Regions from separate parts of the Mus musculus genome. Here all the other regions are linked to region 3. The links are chromatin contacts, called in public HiChIP or PLAC-seq, Micro-C and promoter capture Hi-C maps. All regions are on one chromosome and are shown on one strand. Each heading gives the region's core, a stretch centred on a gene start, on an enhancer-like site or on the middle of the called end of the contact. The rest is flanking DNA. Distances are from core to core; before and after follow the strand shown. Region 1 holds the start of Itgal (integrin alpha L). Region 2 overlaps Zfp771 (zinc finger protein 771). Region 3 holds the start of Kctd13 (potassium channel tetramerisation domain containing 13). Region 4 holds the start of Cd2bp2 (CD2 cytoplasmic tail binding protein 2). Region 5 holds the start of Cln3 (ceroid lipofuscinosis, neuronal 3, juvenile (Batten, Spielmeyer-Vogt disease)). Region 6 holds the start of Septin1 (septin 1). Region 7 holds the start of Tufm (Tu translation elongation factor, mitochondrial).

Evidence for each region. Promoter capture Hi-C pulls out the DNA fragments that hold promoters and counts their contacts. A called contact is a pair of places that touch in the nucleus more often than the background predicts. HiChIP or PLAC-seq counts read pairs in DNA pulled down with a chosen protein or histone mark. Capture Hi-C pulls out chosen DNA fragments and counts their contacts.
Region 1: a promoter capture Hi-C map of embryonic stem cells shows a contact between it and region 3, with 2.9 times the contacts expected there. The contact joins the promoter of Itgal here to the promoter of Kctd13 in region 3. A contact is called at or near these places in 7 of 39 promoter capture datasets (embryonic stem cells, fetal liver, hippocampal neurons and 2 more), 2 of 484 Hi-C or Micro-C datasets (B cells and embryonic stem cells) and 1 of 115 datasets of contacts at active chromatin or transcription factors (pancreatic cancer cells).
Region 2: a Micro-C map of embryonic stem cells shows a contact between it and region 3, with 4 times the contacts expected there. The contact joins the enhancer-like site here to the promoter of Kctd13 in region 3. A contact is called at or near these places in 1 of 484 Hi-C or Micro-C datasets (embryonic stem cells), 3 of 115 datasets of contacts at active chromatin or transcription factors (bone marrow-derived macrophages and large pre-B cells) and 3 of 9 other capture datasets (adipose tissue, liver and pancreatic islet).
Region 4: a contact with region 3 is called in a promoter capture Hi-C map of adipose tissue. The contact joins the promoter of Cd2bp2 here to the promoter of Kctd13 in region 3. A contact is called at or near these places in 16 of 39 promoter capture datasets (the 3T3-L1 cell line, the C10 cell line, the HPC-7 cell line and 11 more), 3 of 484 Hi-C or Micro-C datasets (CD4 T cells, CD8 T cells and cardiomyocytes), 19 of 115 datasets of contacts at active chromatin or transcription factors (the SCID.adh cell line, SST interneurons, bone marrow-derived macrophages and 14 more) and 4 of 9 other capture datasets (adipose tissue, liver, macrophages and 1 more).
Region 5: a contact with region 3 is called in a promoter capture Hi-C map of embryonic stem cells. The contact joins the promoter of Cln3 here to the promoter of Kctd13 in region 3. A contact is called at or near these places in 10 of 39 promoter capture datasets (the C10 cell line, the HPC-7 cell line, cranial neural crest and 7 more).
Region 6: an H3K4me3 HiChIP or PLAC-seq map of bone marrow-derived macrophages shows a contact between it and region 3, with 4 times the contacts expected there. The contact joins the promoter of Septin1 here to the promoter of Kctd13 in region 3. A contact is called at or near these places in 12 of 39 promoter capture datasets (the 3T3-L1 cell line, the C10 cell line, cranial neural crest and 6 more), 2 of 484 Hi-C or Micro-C datasets (B cells and bone marrow-derived macrophages), 7 of 115 datasets of contacts at active chromatin or transcription factors (bone marrow-derived macrophages, embryonic forebrain, embryonic hindbrain and 3 more) and 4 of 9 other capture datasets (adipose tissue, liver, macrophages and 1 more).
Region 7: a FOXA1 HiChIP or PLAC-seq map of pancreatic cancer cells shows a contact between it and region 3. The contact joins the promoter of Tufm here to the promoter of Kctd13 in region 3. A contact is called at or near these places in 2 of 39 promoter capture datasets (pre-B cells and second pharyngeal arch cranial neural crest), 1 of 484 Hi-C or Micro-C datasets (CD8 T cells) and 1 of 115 datasets of contacts at active chromatin or transcription factors (pancreatic cancer cells).

Annotation. Positions count from the first base shown.
Region 1 is chr7:127,294,961-127,298,139 of GRCm38.p6, reverse strand. Itgal (integrin alpha L) reads right to left here and starts at 1,880. Exons shown (of 31, transcript NM_001253872.1): 1 at 1,617-1,880; 2 at 423-522. The coding sequence starts at 1,671.
Region 2 is chr7:127,252,327-127,255,663 of GRCm38.p6, reverse strand. Zfp771 (zinc finger protein 771) reads right to left here. Exons shown (of 3, transcript NM_177362.4): 3 at 792-1,859. The coding sequence ends at 1,047. Among named protein-coding and RNA genes, the nearest start is that of Dctpp1, 6.7 kb to the left of the region's middle. Within about 2 kb of position 1,408, at least 368 of the 459 cell types and tissues checked have an H3K27ac peak or open chromatin away from gene starts, as enhancers often do. A contact at or near this core is called in bone marrow-derived macrophages, embryonic stem cells, liver and 1 more, where this site is marked.
Region 3 is chr7:126,927,423-126,930,680 of GRCm38.p6, reverse strand. It overlaps Kctd13 (potassium channel tetramerisation domain containing 13), which reads right to left and starts at 1,802. Exons shown (of 6, transcript NM_172747.2): 1 at 1,383-1,802; 2 at 1-48. The coding sequence starts at 1,626. It also overlaps a transcript of Tmem219 not described here.
Region 4 is chr7:127,194,824-127,198,227 of GRCm38.p6, reverse strand. It overlaps Cd2bp2 (CD2 cytoplasmic tail binding protein 2), which reads left to right and starts at 2,151. Exons shown (of 7, transcript NM_027353.4): 1 at 2,151-2,299; 2 at 2,767-2,867; 3 at 3,070-3,205; 4 at 3,327-3,404. The coding sequence starts at 2,790. Tbc1d10b (TBC1 domain family, member 10b) reads left to right here. Exons shown (of 9, transcript NM_144522.5): 9 at 1-769.
Region 5 is chr7:126,584,344-126,587,451 of GRCm38.p6, reverse strand. It overlaps Cln3 (ceroid lipofuscinosis, neuronal 3, juvenile (Batten, Spielmeyer-Vogt disease)), which reads left to right and starts at 1,635. Exons shown (of 18, transcript NM_001146311.2): 1 at 1,635-2,157. Apobr (apolipoprotein B receptor) reads right to left here and starts at 2,444. Exons shown (of 4, transcript NM_138310.1): 1 at 2,384-2,444; 2 at 1-2,076. The coding sequence starts at 2,440.
Region 6 is chr7:127,216,950-127,220,040 of GRCm38.p6, reverse strand. Septin1 (septin 1) reads left to right here and starts at 1,596. Exons shown (of 11, transcript NM_017461.2): 1 at 1,596-1,634; 2 at 1,810-1,900; 3 at 1,984-2,070; 4 at 2,299-2,422; 5 at 3,006-3,091. The coding sequence starts at 1,632.
Region 7 is chr7:126,485,507-126,488,802 of GRCm38.p6, reverse strand. Tufm (Tu translation elongation factor, mitochondrial) reads right to left here and starts at 1,448. Exons shown (of 10, transcript NM_172745.3): 1 at 1,313-1,448; 2 at 1,021-1,215; 3 at 377-543; 4 at 49-153. The coding sequence starts at 1,355. Gm46001 (a long non-coding RNA gene) reads left to right here and starts at 2,289. Exons shown (of 3, transcript XR_001778288.1): 1 at 2,289-2,321; 2 at 2,472-2,643.

The sequences.
Region 1 (3,179 bases), core at 631-3,130, 370 kb before region 3:
AGGCCCTGTCTCCAACCAAAGAACACAAACCCTGATGTAGCTCTATGGAGAGCCTGCCTAACACACATAGACCTGGTATTCAAACAGCAGCACCACCAACAACAACAAAGCCATCAATGCCCAAGCCTGTCCTACTATGTGCTTAGCTTAGGACAAGCCTGTCCTACTATGTGCTTAGCTAGTCTTTGAATTGGGAAGCAGAGAGGAGATGGTCCTCAGACACTCGTGTGGCTTAGGACCCATCACCCTCACTCTATGGTACTAGAGAGAGCCTTGCTCCTGTTTCAAAGATTCCACCTAGCAGACACTCGCAGAAGAGAGGCCAACCCCTGACATGGGACAGTCCCCACCCCTACCCCTGGGCAGATGTGGGGCCCTGCATACCCTGCTGCTGGAGGGTAGTTGAAAGAATAATAGCTCACCCATCTTCAATCTGCAAGACCTGGTACCCAAAATGTCTTCCAGCTTGTGCCAAGAAGCTCTGCGTAGGCCGTGTGTCCAGGTTGTAGCTCCAGGCCTTGGCTGCGGGGAGCAAAGCAGTCAGCTGCTCCCTATCTGGACCCCCCCCCCCACACACACACACCCCACACACACACAGACCACACACACACCCCCACACACACACACCCCACACACACAGACCCCCCCCACACACACAGACACACAGACACAGACTAGTGCTGCCTCTGAGGCCTGTTCCTCCAAACCCACTCATGCTCTGAGGCTGCCTACACCCAAGCACAGACTGGTGGCGCCAGGACTTTCCCTCTGAGGCCTGGACTAGAGACTAGGAGACTACACAGTCTGTCTCCCAGGGTAACTCCTCCCAGACCCAGAGGACTCAACTTCCCCTTGGACCTATTGGGAAAGAAGGAAGGGTAAGAAGGCGGAGGCCCATGAGAAAGAAGCCAGGGAGGGGGCCTCCAGGCATAGAATGACCAAGTTCCCAGGCAGGGACTGGGAAGAGTCTGCCCTGAGGCCCCATGGCTGCCACACTGACTGCGCTTCTCTGGGCACCTTGCATCCCAGCACCTGAGAAGTGACCAGCCTCATGGAGTCACCATACCCAGAACCCAGCAGGTGACTTAAGTTTCCCAACTCTACCCACCAGACATAGGTATCTCCCGACCTTTTAAAATCCAACACCGCCCCTCCCCCATCTTAGGCAGCTAGAGTGCCCTCTGCAGCCTCTAAACTGTCCTTTTCTGGTCCAACTTTCCTTACAGAAAGACTTATAGCACCTTGTGTCCTGGATATCAGAGATGAGGGTACCCTCTTCACCTCCCTTCAGGTGCCCAAAACTCCCAAGCAGACATAATACAAAGGAGGTGGAGTAGAAACCTAACCCAGCCTTCTCCCATCCTGAGTCCTTCCAACCATCTACCTAAACACGTGAAGGCTCACTCCACCTCCCACCCGCTCTTCCTTCCACGCCCTTCGATATCATGCTTCAAGTTTGTGTAGGTTCCCTCTTCTCTCTCCGGGATTCCTGGGTCCCACATCACCTATACCGTCCATCCCCTGGAGTGGCTCCTCATCTTCTTTGGCTCTACAGAGCCTTCTGGTTTCCCCTGTCACAGACAACGTCCCTTTCCCCTCCCTCCTGGATTTCCTACCAAACAGCTGGAGTCCCAGTAGCAAAAGTCTGGGGCCCGCAATCCGGAAACTCATCTGCGCTTAGGAGGGACCTGTGGGTCCGGACTCGATCTCAGAGAGCTCTTGAGATTTGCTGGCAACCTAGACCCGGGAGGAAGAGGGAAATGGTGGCTTCTCTTGCATGGGGCCCCTTCCAGTGGAACTTTCTCAGGGCTGCCAGGCTGATGACACTGGGTGGGGGTGGAAGGAGGGGGTGCGCTCCTGTCCGGGTTGTGAAACCTCTCTGTTCAGAGAGGAAGTATAAGCAGGTTAGATACATTTCCTGTGCCTACTTGCATTTTCACATCATCCAAGAGCAGACAGCAAGGCGGTTAAATTACTGCCACTTCAGCTAGGCAACCTCCGCTCTCACACCAGGCCCCGGAAGATTCTTCAAAGCCTGATAGAAGGGAGTAGGGAGTAGACTCGGGGGAGGGAGGGGTAAGGGGGGGGGAGGGGAGAAGTGCTGTAATTATATTATCTAAAACAACAAACAAACAAACAAACAAGCCAGATAGAGGGTTGCTCAGGAAGCATCCCTAAACCGTCCCTGCTTGAACCACACAGGAAGATTGTGGGTGACAAAAGGATGCATGCAGAAAAGAGAGCCTGGAGCAAGCCACAGAGCTGCAGGCTTCAGAGCTAATTTCTTTTTTCTTTTCTTTTCTTTTCTTTTCTTTTCTTTTCTTTTCTTTTCTTTTCTTCTCTTCTCTTCTCTTCTCTTCTCTTCTCTTCTCTTCTCTTCTCTTTTCTTCCTCTCCTCTCCTCTCCTCTCCTCTCCTCTCCCTCTCCTCTCCTCTCCTCTCCTCTCCTCTCCTCTCCTCTCCTCTCCTCTCCTTTTCCCTTCCTTCCCTTCTCCTTCTCCTCCTCCTCCTCCTCCTTTTCTTTTTTTCACATTTTTTTTTCCCAAGACAGGGTTTCTCTGCGTAGCCCTGGCCACCCTGGAACTTACTCTGTAGACCAGGCTAGTCTTGAACTCAGAGATCTGAGATCTGCTTACCTCTGGGATTACTGGTATGCATGCACTACTACCATTTGGTTAATTTTGTTTCTTTTTTTTTTTTTTTTTTAAAGATTTATTTATTTATTATATGTAAGTACACTGTAGCTGTCTTCAGACACTCCAGAAGAGGGAGTCAGATCTTGTTACAGATGGTTGTGAGCCACCATGTGGTTGCTGGGATTTGAACTCTGGACCTTCGGAAGAACAGTTGGGTGCTCTTACCCACTGAGCCATCTCACCAGCCCCTAATTTTGTTTCTTAAAAAAAAAAAAAAAGAAAAAGAAGCCAGGCGTGGTGGCGCACACCTTTAATCCCAGCACTCAGGAGGCAGAGGCAGGCGGATTTCTGAGTTCGAGGCCAGCCTGGTCAACAAAGTGAGTTCCAGGACAGCCAGGGCTATACAGAGAAACCTGTCTCAAAAAAACAAAAAACAAAAAACAAAAAAAAAAAAGAAAAAGAACTCAGGACACAAAGACAACTCGATAACAACTTTAAAAAGACAACTTTTGAGGGATTCTTTTTTTATTTCTTTTCTTAAAAA
Region 2 (3,337 bases), core at 159-2,658, 330 kb before region 3:
CACCTGTAACCTCAGCATTAAAGAGACTGAGACAAAAGGACATAAGTTTGAGGACAGCCTGGCAGTGGTGGCACACGCCTTTCATCCCAGCACTTGGGAGGCAGAGGCAGGTGGATTTCTAAGTTCGAGGCTAGCCTGGTCTACAGAGTGAGTTCCAGGACAGCCAGGGATATATATACAGACAAACCCTGTTTCAAAAAATGAATCCCCCCAAAAAATAGGTTTTAAGGACAGCTTGCGCTACAAACCAAAACTACCTTTTATGTGTATGTTTTGCCAGTGTGTGTCTGTGTACCATGTCAGACGTCAGGGCTTTGGGTCCCCTAGGACTGGAGTTATGGATGGCTGTTAAGCCATGTGGGTGCTTGGGATGAAGCCCTGATCCTCTGCAAGGGTTTTGGTTTTAATCCTGTGGTCATCAGTTTCCTTGACAAATGGCACAGTTCCTGCTGTACCGTTCACTAGCTGTCTGCAAAAGTGGAGATAAAATGAGGTTTGGAGCTAGCTATGGTGGTGCATGTTTGTAACCTCAGGATTCAGAGGATCCCCAGTTGAAGCCAGGTGTGTATAGTGAGTCGGCTTAGGGTTAATTAAATGGGGAGAGGGCGCTAATATATTTACATAAGTACTTAAATCTATTTACAGGGCCCCATTTCTCACCTTTGCCATACCGACCCTCAAAGACTGCAAAACACAATCATCTAGCCAAGCACATGTCTTGTTTATGGCTCTTTTCAGAACTGAGACTGAGGCATAGCCAGCCTGGTGTGTGTCTCCCAATCCCAGGCTAGTTTATTGCCCCATTTGGTTCCGTACCTAATGTTCCCCTTCCCACCCACCTCACTTACAGGCATCGTGAGGTGAGGATAGAATACTTTATTCACTCAGAAGGGCCAAGGGAATGTAGTCGGGGACGAGGCATGGTTCTAGGGACCCCGGTATGGCATTCCCTATCTCCCAGTCCCAGAGCACCCCGACCCAGGTGCAGGCATGGAAGGAACAATTCAGGTGCCAGTCCCAAGTGCCCCTCGCTGCCCCGCCGTGGCTCAGCTGCCCTCGCACTCCGGGCAGCGCTCGGTGGGCGTGGCGGCTGTGGCACTGGCGGGTAGCTTGAAGTCTCGGCCGCAGCCCGCGCAGATGTAGAGGCGGCGCCGCATGTGCGCGCGACGGTGGCGGATGAAGTGTGAGCTGAGGCGGAAGCGCCGGCCGCACTCCGTGCACGGGTAGGGCCGCTCGCCCGTATGCGTGCGCGCATGCTCCGCCAGGTTGGAACGGTGGCCGAAGCGCCGGCCGCACACGGCGCAGCGGTGCGGCTTCTCGCCCGTGTGCACGCGCCGGTGCTTGGCCAGCGCCGAGCTCTGAGCGAAGCGCGTGCCGCAGTCGGCGCATGCGTACGGGCGCTCGCCCGTGTGCGTGCGTCGGTGGCGCGCCAGGCACGAACTTCCGCCGAAGGCTCGTCCGCAGTCCGGGCACGCGTAAGGCTTCTCGCCCGTGTGCACGCGCAGATGCTGCGCGTAATTGGAGCTCTGCGCAAAGCGCCGCCCACAGTGTGCGCATGCGTACGGCTTCTCTCCGGTGTGACGCCGCCGGTGCTGCCGCAGGTTCGAGGCGGCGGAGAAGCGCTTGTCGCATTCCGGGCATTGGTAGGGTCGCTCGCCCGTATGCGTGCGGCCGTGCTTGGTCAGCGCCGACTTCTGCGAGAAGCACCGGCCGCATTCCGTGCACGCAAAGGGACGCTCGCCCGTGTGCGTGCGCGCATGTTTGGCTAGTGTGGAGCGGCGCGCAAAGGCGCGGCCGCAGTCCGGGCACGCGTGGGGGCGCGCCGGGTCGGCCGATGGCGCTGGCATCTGGCTGGCAACCTGCAGGGAAAGGGAGAACAGGTCAACCCTAAGGCCCCAGCGGAAACCTCGGTCTCTCGAACACTGCACACTCTTTGCGCCTCAATTCCTTAAATGACTTAATACATCACAACACCAGGTGACATTATAGTTACCTGTGTTCACAAAATTTATTGGGCACGATCTAGGTTATAGAGTTAAGAGACACTGGGGATTTGGCATTAGATAAAAAGTGCCAGGTGTCTGACATTGTAGAGATGAGACAGGAAGATCAAGAGGTCCAGGCCAAGCTGGCACACGCCTTAAATCCCTCCCAGCACTTGGGAGGCAGAGGCCGGTTGAATTTCTGAGTTCGAGGCCAGCCTGGTCTACAGAGTGAGTTCCAGGACAGCCAGGGCTGCACTGAGAAACCCTGTCTTCAAAAACCAAAACAAAACAAAAACAAAAAACCAAAAAAAAACATAAGGAGCCCCTGTTTCGAAACCCGAGTGCTGGTAATGTAGCAGTGACAGCTTGCCTCCTAATTTCCTCAGACCTGTGAGGACTGAATCCGGGGAGGAGTCCCACCTACAAGAGCAATGGGTTAATTGCTGGAGTGCTGCAGACACACATAAGGCTGGGAAGACCCTTGGTTGTAATAGTTATCAGGAGGAAGGAAACACGAGGGTTTCTTATTTAAGGACCTGTAGTGTAAATGAGATGGAGAATCACTGAGGGATTTCTGAGAATTTTGATCAGGAAAGTGACGGTCACACTCTTTGGGAACCCGAATGAAGGAGAAGACAGAACCAGGAGCCTCGTGAGGAGGCTACTGCACTCATCTGACTTGGCCTAAGCCCAGGAAGCAAGTAGAAAGTAGAGCCAGTGAGATGTTGGTTTCTCTCTCCACTTTACAGGTTGAGATAAGAGATGGCAACAAACTGGCTTTGAGGTATGGAGATTCAAAATGACTATGGGTTAGTCCTGCTTGCTTCTTCTGCCTCTCCTCCTCGGATTAAAGGTGTGGGACACCATGCCTGGGTCCAAGTAACTAAGATGTTTAAGTTCAGAACTGCACAGATGAGGGTTGCCATGTACAGAGGGGAACCAGGTAAGAAGAAAGATCTGGGGCTGGAGAGATGGCTGAGGTTAAGAGCACTGCCCTTCCAGAGGTCCTGAGTTCAATTCTAAGCAGCCACATGGTGGTTCATACCATCTATAATGACATCTGCTGCCCTCTTCTGGCCTGCAGGCCTACATGCAGGCAAATAAAAAAATCATGCATGCATGATAAAAAAATCTTTTTTGAGGAGAAGGAGGAGGAAGAGGATGGGGGAAGAGGAGATGATCTGCTGTTTGGGGCTGTATGGAACGCAGGAAGGAGCCAGGGCTGGCGATGAGAGGTTTTTGGTGTATAAATGTCTAGAGACTGAAGAGATCTCACAGGGAATTGCAGAAGGAAACTGGAGCAGCCATTTGGCAAATATAAGCAGAAGCCAGGACAGGGACAGCTTGGCCAG
Region 3 (3,258 bases), core at 553-3,052:
TGAGAATTGTGCCAAAGTGGCGGCCACTCCGGTCAATCAGCACCCAACCTGGTGGGGTGGGAAAAGGCAAAAGGAAGGATGGCTTGCTGGAGGCACTGGGGCTAATACATTGTTAGAAACTGATTCCAACGCCATAGGAAAACCTATATATGCCTGGCGCCACACCCCTTTAATCTCAGTATCTGGAAGGCAGAGGCAGGTGGATCTCTTGAGTTTGCGGCCAGCCTGGTGGTCTACAGAGTGAGTTCCAGCAGCCAAGGTGACATGAAAAAAACCCTGTGGGGACAGGGAGGCAACAAGAACGACAACAAGAAAACCTAATACTTACCTGTTTCAGACCTCTGCCATGTTCAAAAACTGTTTCAAACATCTCCAGTGTATCATACACACACCTGCCACGGAACAGATCCCTCCCAAATCTGCTGGGCAGTCAGAAGGCTCTCACCGTGGGAACGTTGTTTTAAAGTCAGGATCTCATTATGTAACCCAAACTGAGTGTTAGCAGTATAGGCAGGAGGCACCAGGCCCAGCTCACCATGGGGGAGATTCTTACCAAATTACCTTATCAATAAATGTAACCCCTTGTATTCATTTTAACCATCTAATTTAATGAAAAATGCCCACTTCAATCCTCCGGTTCACAACGATGAAGTAGTAACATTACTTGGAATACCAAGAATTACTGTGATTACATGAGATTTTCTTGCTTACTGGTCATTCCTACTCCATGCCCTCCCCAACTCCCTGCGGGGTGTGGGGCTAACTCCCCAAGATTCATCATTTCCCTTTACCAAACTTTCTCTAGCAGTAACTGACGCATCACAATACTAATCAAATAAGTGAATTTTCATCTTCGGTATTTGAAAGCCGAACTTCACCTCCTAAGTGTTTGCTTTTATCTATGTTAAGCCCTTCCCCTTAAAGCTATTCTACAATAAGTGAGTCCCAAATTTAAGGCAACACTCCCGAGAAGGTTAAGGTTCACCTGTCAAGAAAAGCTGCGCCCTTCACTTCGCATTCATGGATGATTCCTAGAGTGCGGGCACTGGGCACTTGTATTAGAGACAGACCAAATCTTTCCGTTCTCGAGGCTACCTGGGGCGGTTCTACCGCAGAGAGGCAAACAAAAGGCTGGGCAGTGGGAAGTAAGTGATAAAGGTTGTTTGAGGGGTACTGCTTGCAGTAGACCTGGTTCCTTGGCTGTTTGAACTAAGGGAAGAAGAGCAGATAATCGGCAATGGAGCGCTTGGCAGATGTTACTGCTGGAAGTAAAGGATTGGGGAAAGAGAGAGATTCTGAATTAGGAAAAGATAAGATGGGACTAGGGAGCCTGGAATGAACTGGGAGCTGGAGGGCAGCACGTGTACCGGCGGCACGCATACCTCCCGCGTCTGTGAGCACTTCAACGCGGCCGCTGAACATGGCCTTGAGCATGGTGTCCTGCCCCGTGAGGGTGCGCAGCGTGGTGTAATGCAGCGAGCCGCCCACGTTCAGCTTCACATACTTGCTGTTCGGGGTGAGGGGCTTCAGACTGTACGAGGGGGAGCCAGGCTCCACACTCGAGGGGCTAGGGGACTCCAAGCATTCGGCCGCAGCCGGCGCCGGGCCCGAGGCCTCGGCCGACATGCCAGTGAGCGGACGCGGGTGGCAGTCGGAGGCCCTCTCTGCGCCCCGGTCCGGTTCCCTGAGATCCCGCGACTCCAGCGCCGGCGCCCGGCCGCTCGGCGCACACGCCCACTCTCCACAGCTACTCCGCGACGTCCACCAGCCGCCCCATCGCGCGCTCTCTCCACCCGGAAGCCGGCGCGCGGAGCTGCGCAGGCGCGGCCAGGCCGAGGGCCGCGTCTCGGGGGCGGAGCCAAGAACCGGGGCGTGCGCAGTCGGTGGCGCCGTTGCAGTCCAGCCTGCGGGTTGGGGGGTGTGGTGTTCTGAGAAAACGTCTAAAGGATCCTTTGCCCCCTTGTTCATGTGGATGGAGAATACCGCAACCCGTGACGATTTCAGCAGCGCTTCATTCGCGTAAAAAGAAACAAGCGCAGAGGCTGAAGGTTGAGTATAGTTTTCCTAGCCCAGCTCAGTGCACTTGACAGACTGTTAGAAGAACCGTCAACAAAATGAAAGTTCACCGCGCGTGGTGGCACACACCTCTAATCCCAGCACTCGGGAGGCAGAGGCAGGCAGATTTCTGAGTTCGAGGCCAGCCTGGTCTACAAAGTGAGTTCCAGGACAGCCAGGGCTAAACAGAGGAACCCTGTCTCGAAAAAACCAAAAACCAAAACAAAAAAAAAAAAAAAAAAAAGAAAAAAGAAAGTTCTCCAATGAGGCCATAGGGTTTCCAGGGGACTCACAGGTTAGAAGGCGGGTGCAAAGAGTTCCCTGAAGGGAAAAGGATAGAGACCTGAATTACATATAACTAATTTTAGCCCTGGAGGCTGAGGCAGAGAGATTATGAGCTCCAGGGGATCCTGGCCTATACAGTCTTACCTATCTCAAAGCAAAAGGAGAACCATTAGGCAGGAACGTGGCGATTACAAGAATAAGACTGGACAAGCTAGTGAAGGTCTTAGAATCCCAGCTGTCATGAGACCTTCCAAGGAACCCCAAAAGAGAAGAAGGTATAGGGCATTGTGAACAAGAGGTGATAGCTGAGGTATTTAACAGCCTGCCCTAACGTCTGGAAGGGGTTTTGTCTTGGATGTTTAAGCAAAGTCAAACCAGGCAGTGTTGGCTCACACCTTTAATCCCAGCACTCAGGAGACAGAAGCAGGTGGCTCTCTGAGTTCAAGTCCAACCCTAGTCTACATAGAAAACCCCTGTGTCGGGAGAGAGTTCCAGTTTCTCTTCTCCAACTCTGTCACCAGCTGACTGGAAGATCTGGGCAAAGCTCCTCTCTCTGGGTCTGGTTGGTTCTTTTGCTGCTCAGTCAGGGGTACAAATCTAGTGTTGGCTCTGGAGAGGTAGCAGTGTGGAGAAGCAAAGTGGCTGTTAGAAGATGTTATCAAGAAATGTGTCCGGCACTGAAGAAACTTGTGTTCTGCCAAGAGGGATTGCCAAGCCTGCTCTCCCTACCAGGTGGAGCAGTGAGAAGGTAATTCTTGACTGGAACTTGCTCTCCTCCCTGAAGCCTTGCTGTTGCCAGGACTGGCCTAGCACCCATAGCGAGGCTGTGGCAGTGGCTTGGTCAGCTCAGTTTTACAAAACACCAATTTCAGGCAAATTCACACTCTGGTGGATAAGAAGCATATTCCATAATCATAT
Region 4 (3,404 bases), core at 902-3,401, 270 kb before region 3:
GCCCTGCCTGTCACCCCACTGCCTACTGGGGGCCAAGGCTGTTTTCTCTCCTGGATATCCTTGTGTTGTAATTATGTACAGAAGGTCAGGTTGGCCTGGGGTGGGTGCTGTCCTTTCCCCTCTCCACAGCGCTGCTTCACTCCAGTTTATTTAAGAGGATATGCTAGGAAGTGTCCTCCGTCTCCTTCCCACCCGTGCCCTGCTCTCTCCTAACTCACTTGCTTTGTATGCTCAGGCCTCTCTGCTGCAGTCACAAAGTCTGTCTTCGATTTTGTTCCTTTCTAGCCATCAAGCCCCTCTCTGAATAAGGGTCTTCCCTTGAGTCCAGGGGTGGAACCCAATGTTTACATTCTCTTCTGTCTTGGTCCCACCTCAGTGGCAGTTTTGTGGCGCTTTGAGGAACCGGAAAATGAACCTGCTGTTATATCTGTCTCCCGCCTTGTTATTTGAAGAGTGCTGTAGAGTAAGGGGAGTGGGGGAGGCAGGCACAAAGTCTGACTTTCCATAGGTTCAGTCTGCAGGTCTTGGCAGGAACATCTGGACCACTGGTTCTCAATCTTCCTAATGCTGTGACCCTTTAATACAGTTCTTTATATTGTGGTGACTCCAACCATAAAATTATTTTCATTATTACTTAATAACAGTATACTACTGCTATGAATCATAATGTACGTCTCTGTTTTCTGATAGTCTTAGGCAACCTCTGTGAATAGTATTCGACCCCCAAAAGGAGTCACAGTAAACGCTCACTTCATCTCTCATCAACAAACATAGTGGTCCAGCTCCTTCCTCCTCAGCTTTGCCTGGATTCTGCTGCTCCCACTCTCACTGGCCTCCTGGGATCCTCTGCACAGCTTGCAGGACTGGGATCGCCTTTCCAATGGCTTCAGCCCCCTGGAAGCTGAAGGAGGGGCCTGAGAGTGTGTGCAAAACCACCATCTTTAGATTGGGCTGGGTTCTTGGTCAGCAGCTTGGTGCAGTTCCCTGGGCGTCTAGGGTAGACTAACTGCCTGGGGTTCATCCCAGCAGGTACACACAACCAAACTGCGCAGCTCTTGTTTTCTGTGGCTAGATCTTTGCCACACACCCTCTACTCCGGGTCAGGATGATAAAGGTGTGGGCTTCTGTGGCCGTAAAGCTCCACTTGGCACTTCTCAGCAGAAAGGGGATCAGGGTGTGTGGTCTCCAGGTAGAGAAAACCCCCTCCGGATGAACCAGCAGTGCTGAGAGCTGCTTTCTTCAGGGTCCTGTCTGTAGCAAGATGCCCTCCTGGTCTAGAACTTGTGTTCTGTACCCACAGAAGTGAAGTTTCATGATTCACAATGGGAGAAAACCCTGGAGGAGAAAGGCGTGGTCCATCTGGCTGCCCTCTTCCAACTCTAGTAGGATCACCGGAGCTATTTAGCCGAGGGTGGGGACGGGGGTGGAGGCGTTGAGGTTTGAGTTGTTCCCCAGAGCTCCAGATCTAAACCTCACTATTGGGGAAGATCTCACCTGGCCCCAGCTTTGCAGGAGCTGGATCCCAGCCCTTTGGCAGTTTGCTAAGGGATGAGGTAGGCTTCGTGTAACTGATGGGCTTCTGCCTGGTTACAGGCCACGGACGGAAGCCAGTGGCACCTCCTGTGATGGTTGTCCCGCTACAGAAACTAGGAATTAAGTGGGAGAATAGACATGGTGCAAATGACTCCTGGGTTCTAAAAGGGCTTGGTTTGGAAGGTGCCCGAGCGCTTATAATCAGAAGCAGGACTCAGAGAGAAGAGCAAGACTTTCTTTAAAAATAGACGGTCTCATGTTGTATCCCAGACTGTCGTCAATCTCGCGACAATCAATCCTGTTTCAATTTCCCGAGTGTTGGGACTGCGTTAAGATCGGAAGCCCGGGTGTCTACTGAAGGCCACTAGGCGTACAGAACCCTATCCATACATGCAAACGGAAGCCCGAAGCCTCTGTTCGGCCTGTGCCTCTCCATCCAGGCCTTGGGAACCTCTTAGCACACCACGTCCTTATCCTCACTGTAGCCTCCATCGTAGAGGAATAATAAAACATTTCCCGCCATCCTCAAGTCCCGTGAGGCAAGGACGTAGTTCACGCGAGTCTTTGCAGGTCTTGCGTCACTTCCTGCCGCGAGTCGGCCTTGGCTAATGGTATGCATCCGCCCTTTTTGAATAGAAGTGAAGCCACTTCCGGGTCCTATGCCGGTCTCCACGGTTTTTTTCCGGGTGATGAAGGCGGGTGCCCCGGATGTAATACCGGCGAAAGCATCTTTCCTTTTCTTCCCCGCCTGACCCTGGGTTCCTAGGTGAGCACCGGCGGGTAAGATTGTTTGAATCCCCGCGGGTTTGCTTCGCCTTTAGTTTGTACGCCAAGGACATGGCCGAGCAGGTCGCTACGTGGTATTCGGGGATCTAGGCAGCTCCAGCTCTTGGGTCCGACCGGCCTCTGTGAGCACTCGGGTGGGAGAGGTGGTTGAGTTCGGTAGCTCCGGACTGGTAGGGGAGTGGTGACGTAGGGGAACCTGACTCCCCATCCCCGGGTGGGAATACCCGCAGGGTCCACGCGGGGGCGGAGATCCTTCCCATCGCCTCTCCTCCGGGCCTCAGAATTGCCCAACCAACCCCGGACGTCGTGCCTGCTAGTTCTCTCAGATGCTTTAGCGATCTGTCCTCGCTCACATTTACCAGGAAAAATGTTGGTGGCCCCTGCACTCCCCCGCGGTCCTCTCTCCTTACCTCACTTCCTCACTACATATCTTTTTCCGAGGTCCAGCTGGAGGAAATCCACAGCCAATCATGCCAAAGAGGAAAGTGACTTTTCAGGGTGTTGGAGATGAGGATGGTGAAGATGAAATCAGTGTGCCCAAAAAGAAGGTGAGATGGCCAGATTTCGAATTTCCGTGGAGGACTGAGAGGAAAGAAGAAGGAGAAATCTGATGGGAGGAAAGCCGGGAAGCCAAGGAAGTGTTAGTTTTCCCCGGCGCACTGGGTTTGGAAAGATTTGTGTACAGATCCTGGAGTATCTGGGGAACTACCCAGTTGGCTGCATTTCTCATTTGCTTCGGCCTCCTCACAGCTGGTGGACCCTGTGGCTGCAGCAGGTGGTCCTGGGAGCCGCTTCAAAGGCAAGCACTCTTTAGACAGTGATGAAGAGGATGATGATGAGGAAGGGTCCAGCAAATATGATATCCTGGCCTCAGAGGATGTAGAAGGTGAGCTATGTCCGAAGCGTTAACTGAGTTGGGGGGACAAGCCTTCAGGATGGAGGTGGGAGGTGTGCCTGCTTCCCTTTTGCGTGTCTAGCATGCCCCACCCCCAATGTCTTCGGTGCAGGTCAGGAAGCAGCTACTCTCCCTAGTGAGGGCGGTGTGAGGATCACACCCTTCAACCTGCAGGAAGAGATGGAGGAAG
Region 5 (3,108 bases), core at 386-2,885, 340 kb after region 3:
AATTTCTTGGATATCATAGCCAGACACCTTCTCTGCTGAGCCCACCAAGCCAACTTCCTGTCCACTTTGCTTCTCTGTAGTCTCCTCCAGCTCCGTGCCTCTCCCAGCCTCCCCTCTGCCCTCGGAACACCAGGCTTTCCCAAGCTCTGTTTCTGGAGCCAACCCAGCTTCCCATTTTGGCCCTTCCTCGGTATCCACGGCCCTGATACCCACAATAATCTCCTCAGCCAAATAACTGGTCTCTGTGTCCTCACTGTCTTGCAGGCTCAGAGTCACCTCCTCCAGCCTCCTCTTCCTGCAAGTTCCATCTGCCTCCCAAGGCACTACAGCCTCCTCCTCAGCAGCCTCGTTTTCTGTGGGCTTGGATTCCTCCACTGACTCTTCTGTCCCCGCCTCTGCTCCTTGGCTTCCCTCCAGCTCCGGGTTAAGTGCTACGGAGGTCAGTGCCTCCTCTCCTCCTGACCCGAAGACCTCTGGCTGTTGGGCCTCCTGGCCTCCTTCAGCCCGGATCTCCACTGCCTGCTCGGTTGCAGTCTGTTCCTTGCCTGCTTCAGCATCTGCTTTTACCTCCTGGCTATTTCTGCGGTCCACACCCCTACTCCAGTTTCCCCAGGCTTCTAGCTCAGGGCCTGCAAACCCCACAGGCCCAGGATATTCCTTCAAGCTTAGCACCCGCTCTGGGCTCAGGTCTGGAGCTCCACTAGTCTCTTCCTGACCCTTCTGTCCTTCCTCAAGTTGTTTAGTTAAAGCCTGGGAATGTCTCACCAGCTCAGGGTCCTGTCCTTCAGTGACCTTTACTCTCAATACCTCTGGTGTCATCTGGGCGGCTTCACTCCTCTCTCCCACAAACAACTCCTCAGTGCTGACTTCTGGAGAGTCTTCCCAGTCAGGTTCATCTTTAGCCTCCGTGTCTAGGACTAGCGTAGGCTCTGTGGCCCAGGAGTTCCTTTTCTCCCTGGAGGATTCTTCTGCCCGTACCTCTTCTTCTAGACTCACTCCATTATCCCTGATGGCTAAGTCTTGCCTCTCCTCATCCTCAAAGCTGCCCTCTGTTTCCTGTTCTCCCATAGCCTCCTCTTCAGCTATGTGGCCTTCAGTCATCTCTCCAGTTCTCTCAGCCTCCAGGGTCTGGATCGGAAACCTAACTTCAGCCTCTCTCTTCTCGTCGACCTCATCCTGCTGGTCTCCCTTGTCAGCCTCTTCTAGGACCCAGACTCTCCCAGTAGTTCCTGGGAAGTTGTCTCCTGGGTCTGACCCGTATTCTGTTCCCTGAACTCCTAGGCTATCAGCCCCCTCCCTGTCTGAGACTGTCCAGGCCTCTCTACTCAACATGGCCTGGTCCTCAGACTCGGCCCCGGGGCATTGTGTCCCCTGTGCCCTTGCCCTTTCACCATCCCTCATTGGGACCATCCTCTCCTCTTCCTTGTCAATCCCTTTGGCACCAAACCATTCGATTTCTGCAACCATGTCTTTGGCCACCCAGTCTATCTCTTTGCTGTCCTCTGTCACATGCTGCCCCTCAGTGCCAGCATTCCCCCCAGGCTCGCTGTGCCAGGTTGGCTGTGACTCCACCCCCTCGGCCATCCCTGACTCTGCTGCTCTGACCACCTCCTCCTCTTCTTCCTTCTGTTCACAGGTTCTCAGAGGCTCCCCACTGCTTGCTTCCTCTTCACCGTGCTCCCAGATCTCCTGGGCTGTATTACTGCTCCTGTCTCTGTGAGTCCCAGGCTCTGCCTCAGGCTTCAGTGGGACACTTGGCTCCTGGCCCCTGGCATCCTCAGCTGCCTTCCAGGACCCAGTGTCCTGCCTTTCTGCTTGGGGCCTTGCAGAGCTATCTGCTCTCCACCCCCAGGTCTGTTCACCAGCTAAACTTCCTTCTTGGCATCTTCTAGTCTCTTCGGGTGCTTCTACCCCCTCACTCTGGCCACTTCTAAGTCCCTCCAGTACCTCCTGGGCTTCCTCTCCTACAACCTTCCCCTCAGTCACCTCTCCCAGTTCCTCAGCTGCCTGTGTCTGCCTCTCTACTGTGGGGACTGTGTCTCCTACGAGGTAGGACACAAACGCACTGAAGGAGTCCTAGAAGAGAAGAAAGAAGAGTGAAGGCACTCAGGGGAGGTCTAACCACTTCCCCAGGAGTACACTGTTAACAAAGCCCAGGTAAGAATCAGGGATCTGGACGTCTGCTAAGGGACCCCGACAAGGCCTAGCTTGAATAAGTGGGTACACTTGTAGAGGCAGGAGATTGAAACCCAGGAAGGACTGGGCTAGGAGTCTGGCTGACTGTAGGAAAGGGAGCTCAGGCTTCAGGAGAGGCTGTAAGGGAGAGGAAAGGTGAGACTACGAGGAATGGTGGAAGTTTCGGGTATCTCTCTGCCCCTCTCACCAGTGCTCCCCTCAAAGCCTGATGTAGCCCAGGGAGACGAAGCCGGAGAAAATCCATCCTGCAGGTCTCTGTGTGTCCAGAAAGCTCACAATGACCATCCGTCCCCACCCACGAAGTCCTCCCCAGCACCCAAGACACTTCCTCTTCCCCTGACTCTCCCTGACAAATCTCCACCCCAGGCCCTGTGCACCTCCCCCCTGCTCATGGATGACTTCATGACAGGCAGGGGGATGGCTTAACAGTGTCCAGGTGACTCAGACTCGGGTGCACATCTGGAACTAAAGGGCAGAGGATCGGGCCAGAAAGGGGAAAGGGAAAAAAAAAGTGGAAACAGGAGACCTCAGAATTGGGTATGGGGGAGGGGGCATTCGGCAAGTGCAGCCTGAGTGACTCAGGTCTTGTATTCGCACCTCAGCCATTTCCGCCTCCTCCAAGCCACAGCCTTCAGTGAGAGGAAGCTAGGGTTTGTGGTTCCTGATTTATTTGGGGGAGAAGCTGTAGAAGTGAGGATAAGGCCACTGGAAGTTCTGGGTTCCCATTTTCAACGCCATTAAGATTTTTCTGGGGATGAAAGGTCTGGATTGGTGCTCAATGCCCACACCCTCACCTATGGTTATTCTTGTACTGTGGTCATGTGTCCTCACAGCTTACTGTGAGTTCCTTAAGGACAGAGGCTGCAGAATTTCTAGAGACTCGTTTGGGTAGGAGGATCCTTTTTCTCACTG
Region 6 (3,091 bases), core at 347-2,846, 290 kb before region 3:
TCTATGTGGTCATTTCATGCTTGTGGTGCACAGACATATGTGCAAGCAAGCAAACACCCATACAAATAAAACAATAAAATAAAATGGTTTTTTAAAAAGGGGTTTGAGGGGCTGGTGAGATGGCTCAGAGGTTAAGAGCACTGACTGCTCTTCCGAAGGTCTCCTGAGTTCAAATCCCAGCAACCACATGGTGGCTCACAATAATCCGTAACAAGATCTGACGCCCTCTTCTGGAGTGTCTGAGAACAACTATAGTGTACTTACATATAATAAATAAATAAATCGTAAAAATAAATAAATAAAAGCCTTGAGAGATGGCCTATTGGTTAACAGCACTGACTGCTCTCCCAGAGGTCCTGAGTTCAATTCCTAGCAACCATCTGTAATGGGATCTGATTCTCCCTTCTGGGTGTTTGTGAAGACAGATCACTCGTGTGTGTGTGTGTGTGTGTGTGTGTGTGTGTGTGTGTGTGTGTGTGTGTGTGTGTGAGAGAGAGAGAGAGAGAGAGAGAGGCCATCAGGCAAAGAGGGACAAACAAACCTTGCTTCCCAAGACTAGAAGACTAGAGTGCAGACTGCATTCTGATGTAGAGGGGCTAGGGGCGTTGGGGGAGCAGCTCTCAAGAGTTTGAGCTGTGACTTCCTGGGTCTGGATCTTGAAAGCCTTTCTGATAGTTGTGACCAAATACCAGGTCTGCACACACCTGTAATCCCAGCCCTGGACAGCCAGGGACAAGGCATAGTAGATCAAGAGCTGAAGGTCATTCTGACAACAAAGTGAGTTTGAAGCCAGCCTAGGCTTCCAGGAGATCCAGTCTCAAAAGCAAGACAGCTGTAATGGAGGTACACGTGGGCCTGGAGTCCTAGCTTTCAGGAGGCTGATTCAAGGCCTGACTGGATAGACAGCAAGACCTTTGACAGTCCTGTGTCAAAATGTCCAAAATCCATTGGGAGCTGGGAGTATAGTGGAGTTGAGCACAGCAGTACCCATGACTTGAGTTCAATCCAAGCACTAAGACCCTCAAAAAGAACCCATAGCCTGAGCCTGGAACTGTTAGTCACCTACCTCCAATTCTATCGTGGTTTTTATGTTCGCTCACACCCTGGGAACTTTTTTTTTACTTTTTGCAAATCATCTTGCTCAACTCTTATCAGACTTGCTAAGGAGAACATCTTGCTTCCTTTCTTTCTGTCCATACCCACCTCTCACCATGATGATGAGGGCCATGGTAAGTCTCATCATAAAGCCATGTGGAGAATGAAGGGGCTGAAGCTGTATATAAGGTGGCGGGAAGAGATGCATCGGGGCTTATCAATTCAGAGGGTGCCACTCTTACAGAGGACCCAAACTCAGCTCCCTCTGTCTATGCCAGGCAATGCTCAGCTCCCTGTGACTCCAGGTCCAGGGGATCCAATGCCCTGTTCTGGCCTCTACTTGTGTGCGCAAAGAATAAAATCTTTGGACTAAAAGAAAAGGGATGGGCATGGGTTCTCACCTCTCTCTAAGCAGCTCAGCTTCCTGCACTGCCCCCTCACTCCACCCCCCCCCCTTTGTTTGACACCGTTCAACTTCCTGCCCCACCAGAGGAAGTGGGGAGCAACACCAGGTGCAAGCGACAACCAGCAGAGCCATGGTGAGTTCTCGGGGGCCCAGGAATCTAGTCATTCAGGGCCAGCTCTCTCCCTCGAGGGTCCCCAGTTCAAAGTTAACCCACAGTAAGTGGCCTTACTAGCTTTTGGGCTCAGGTGGTACTGGGGCACTCCCTGCCATGTCCAAGAACCTCATATTGTCTCCCTTTACCCCCACAGGACAAGGAATATGTGGGCTTTGCTGCCCTGCCCAACCAGCTGCATCGCAAGTCTGTCAAGAAGGGGTTTGACTTCACACTCATGGTGGCAGGTCTGTGGGTTCTGGAGGGGGTGATGTACTTATGAGATCATGGCCATCCTCCTGTCTGACCAGTGGGCCTGTCCCGTACACAGGGGAGTCAGGCCTGGGGAAATCCACCCTCATCAACAGCTTGTTCCTCACCAACCTCTACGAGGATCGGCAGGTGCCAGATGCCAGTGGTAAATCTACCCCGAGTCTCCACAGGCTTCCCATCCCCACTGCTGTCCTGGCTTCCCTCTGTGCTGTCCCTGGCCTCTTCCTGTGTTATCAGGCTGCATTCTTTTTCTTTCTATCTGGGGACTTTGGTGGCCTCTGGTTTTCTCTGAGATGGTTTCCTCCCCTGAAAACACATGTGGGAATGGAGCCCTGCTTCAGAGCCCTACGCAGCCAATTCTCTGTCCCCATAGCTCGCACGGCACAAACTCTGACCATTGAGCGCCGGGGTGTGGAGATTGAGGAGGGAGGTATCAAGGTGAAGTTGACCTTGGTGGACACGCCTGGCTTTGGGGACTCTGTGGACTGCTCAGACTGGTGAGAAGGGGGAGGGGCAGGAGCTAAGCCTTTCTTCCATTATGGAAAACCAGAGGTCAGTTGTAGGGCTGGCTTGTCACAGCCCCTTGACCCAAAAGGGGGCACCTGTTTCTGGTAACAATCTAGCCCAAAGTATCCAGTGTTTCTTGTTTTGAGATAAGGTTTTTCTATGTAGCTCAGGGACCTCAAATTCACTGTGTAGCCCAGACTGGCCTGAAACTCAAAGTCCTCCTCCTGAGATTACAGGTATATATATGCATGCCTGGTTTGTTCGATGCTTTTGTTGTTGTTGTGGCTTGTTTTTGTTTTTAGCCATGGTGTCACATTAGCCCTAGCTGGCCTGGAACTCACTATGTAGGCCATGGTGGCCTCAAATGTGACAATCCTCCTGCCTCAGCTTCCTGAGTGCTGAGATTACAGGTGTGCAGCCACCACATTCTGATGTCTCATGTACTGTGGCCAGCTGTCCCTGATGGCTTTGGTTAGGAGCAAAGAAATGACTTGGGACTGCACAGTCCTGGTTAGCTTCATCTTGTCCCCTGGCCTGTGATCTCGGACTATCTATCTCCTTCCCACACACCAGCTGGCTGCCTGTGGTTCGCTTCATTGAGGAGCAGTTTGAGCAATACCTCAGGGATGAGAGTGGCTTGAACAGGAAGAACATCCAGG
Region 7 (3,296 bases), core at 199-2,698, 440 kb after region 3:
GAGCCATCTGACGTCTCACGGATGTCCATCCCACTCAGACCCCAGTACCTGTTTAGCTAGCAGTAAGTGCTCTCGGGTCTGGGGCATGGGGCCATCATTAGCTGCCACCACCAGGATACAGCCATCCAGGGGGGCAGTGCCTGTGATCATATTCTGGGTGGAAGAGGAAGAAGGTCAGCTTAGTTCAGGGACCTCTTCAACATGCATCCTCTAATGAGAAGTAGCTGTGAAGATCTCCATCTCTCTGCCATGTCTTCACCACCCACAGCCACAAATCCTTGTTCTTATATTCAAACACCGCCACTATTTTATAACCTCCCCCCCTCACACCTCCACTGAACGGAAGCAGGTGCTGGCTGTCCCCAGCAACCCTCACCTTAACATAATCTGCATGACCAGGACAGTCTGTGTGGGCATAGTGTCGGGCAGCAGTGCTATACTCCACATGGGCTGCATTGATGGTGATGCCCCGAGCTCGCTCCTCTGGGGCATTGTCTATCTCCTCGTACTTCTTGAACTTAGCTCCACCTCCCTCGGCTAGAACTACCGGAGGAAGAGAACACACCTCTCAACTCAGGGTCAGAGCTACAGACAAGGCTCGGGGCACACGCCTGAACCCCTCATACAGAAACAATCTGGAAGGATAAATCTCTGTTAAATCTCAATTCTAGGAAATCTCAAATGTAATTCTAGGAAAGATAACTTTGTAAGACAGTGAGAGAATTTCCTAAGGTGTGTGCTCATCACAGACGCTTCCAATTCTTCGCTGACAGCATCTCTTTACAGACCACTCTACACTGGATGGAAACCATTCACAGTTTTCATTTTATGCCTCACAGAGCTCTTCCTGTACAGGGAAACCTGTCTCCTGCATCTTCCCACCAGCCTTCGTCCCAAGTGTCTCTTGGAGCCATGCTAAAGTTCAGCGGACTACAAGACACCCACCCTACGCTCTAGTTCTGACTCTTCCAGCTGACAGGACATTGCCCGACGCCTCCAACCCAACCCAACCCTACTCACTTTTCGTGATGGCTGCAGTCAGGGTGGTCTTGCCATGGTCCACATGTCCGATGGTACCCACATTCACATGGGGCTTGTCGCGTACATAAGTCTTCTTGGCCTCCACAGCTAGGCCGCGACACAAGAAGGGTGATGCGGGAGCCTTCAGCGGCCGCAGCCGACCTTGCAGAAATGGGGTCGGGCTGGCGCAGAGACCTGCGGGGAAAGGCACTTGGGAGTCAGGGATCCGAACCCAGCTACCCTCCGCGCCCCTCGCAACTCCGGGCTGCCTGCGTCCAACCCGCCCCCTCACCGCTGAAGCGGGGCGTCGCTCGCAATAGAGTGGCTGCCGCCATTGTGGTAGTACTCGGTGACCGGGACCGGGAACTAGGCACCCGGGGCCCGCGCGTGCAGGGAAGGACGGGCACTTGGGACTGCAGATCACTTCCGGCGGAAATGAGGGTCCGGACAGCGAGTTTAGGAGCCTCTAGCAGACAGTTTCTATGGCCACGGCCACTGATATCCGGGCATGGAGCGGAAGAGGGGGTTTCTGGTGTCTCGCGGGGGACGATGGGGAATTTCCACAGTTCAGCCTGAGGGGGCCGCTTTAGGAGGAAAATGCGGAGCGCCCCATAATGCACGAGCGCCCCCGAAGGCTTATGGGTGTTGTGGTTTCCAGGGCAGCGGGCTTGGGTCAGTTTGTGACAGGCTTTAGCTTCGCCTGGGTTCGGTCCAGAGAGAAGATCTCCCAGCCTGTAAGAGGCAAAATTAACGAGAGTCAGGGATGGAGTCCCGGGAGTTCCAGTCCTTGGCCATTAAATAACTGCCCCCATATCTCTTGCAGGGATCCTGTGCTTTCTAACATTTTGAAGTCAAACCCTCCTCCCCCAATAGTCCTTTGGACGCTTGACAAGCAGTTTTCTTTCCTTTTTCTTCCTTCTTCCCCACTACCTTCCGAGACAGGGTCTCCTTGGCTGGCCTATGTAGACCAGGCTGGTCTTCCAGCTCTAGAGAAATCTCCTGTCTCAGTGCTGGGATTAAAGGAAGTTTTTTTTTTACTGTTAGTTGAATCTTTTGTATACCCAGCAAATGTTTGTTCCCTAATGAATAAGTGGTTTTTGTTTTTGTTTTTTTTTAAGATTTATTTATTCTATGTAAGTACACTGTAGCTGTCTTCAGACACACCAGAAGAGGACATCAGATCTCATTACGGATGGTTGTGAGCCACCATGTGGTTGCTGGGATTTGAACTCAGGACCTTTGGGAGAGCAGTCAGTGCTCTAAACCACAGAGCCATCTCTCCAGCCCCCTAATGAATAAGTGTAAGTATAGTAATGACTTTTAACTGTCACATTCATCTTTTCGCACAGCTTCTTCAACTCTCACAAATAATAGAAGCTTCTTAACTCTGTCTTTCTTTCTGAAATTTACCCTATCAGCTTAATTGACAGTATCTTTTCCAAATGCTGTAGATTCCCTCATTCCATCCCTAGAGAGATGTCTAGGCACAAGCAAGCTACATCACATCTCTTCTAAAAATCAAGTGGAAGGAGATACAGGTACACACTTGTGACCCCAGCACTTAAGACACTGCAGCAGGAAGTCCAGTCCTAAGGCCTGAGCACAGATTGAAACTCTGAAAAGGTAAAGATAAAGGACAATAGAGTGTTACTGGAATCTTGTGCTAGACTCCCCTCAGTCTTTGTGATTTTTTTTTTTTTTTTTTTATCTAACGAATCCAGGCTGGGCAGTGGTGGCACAGGCCTTTTTAATCCTAGCACTTGGGAGGCAGAGGCAGGAGGATTTCTGAGTTCGAGGCCACCCTGGTCTACAAAGTGAGTTCCAGGACAGCCAGGGCTACACAGAGAAACCCTGCCTCGAAAAAAACCAAAAACCAAAACCAAAAAAAAAAAGGGGGGGGAGAGAAGAAATGAGGCAGTTTTACAGGGAGCAGGTTGTAGAAAGAGACCAAGCTAGACACAGTGAAGACAGAAGGAGCCAGAGAGTGAGAAGGAGCCAGAAGTCCAGAACAGATTGCCAGAGTGTTAGTTTGAGGCCAAGCAGAACAATTCAGGAGAAACTGAGAAAAGCCAGAGTGAATCAGTCAGCTTGATGAGGAGTCTGAGCCAGAACTGTTAAGTTGAACTAGCCAGCCAGACTTCAGAGAGAGCTATGAAGAGGTGAGTTTATTCATCAGTAAGTAAGCCTCAGAGGTTGAAGGCACTAGGCCTAGATAAGACTGTACAGAGGCTAGACACTTCCAGGACTAGGTTTAAACCCAGCGTGGGGGCAGCATG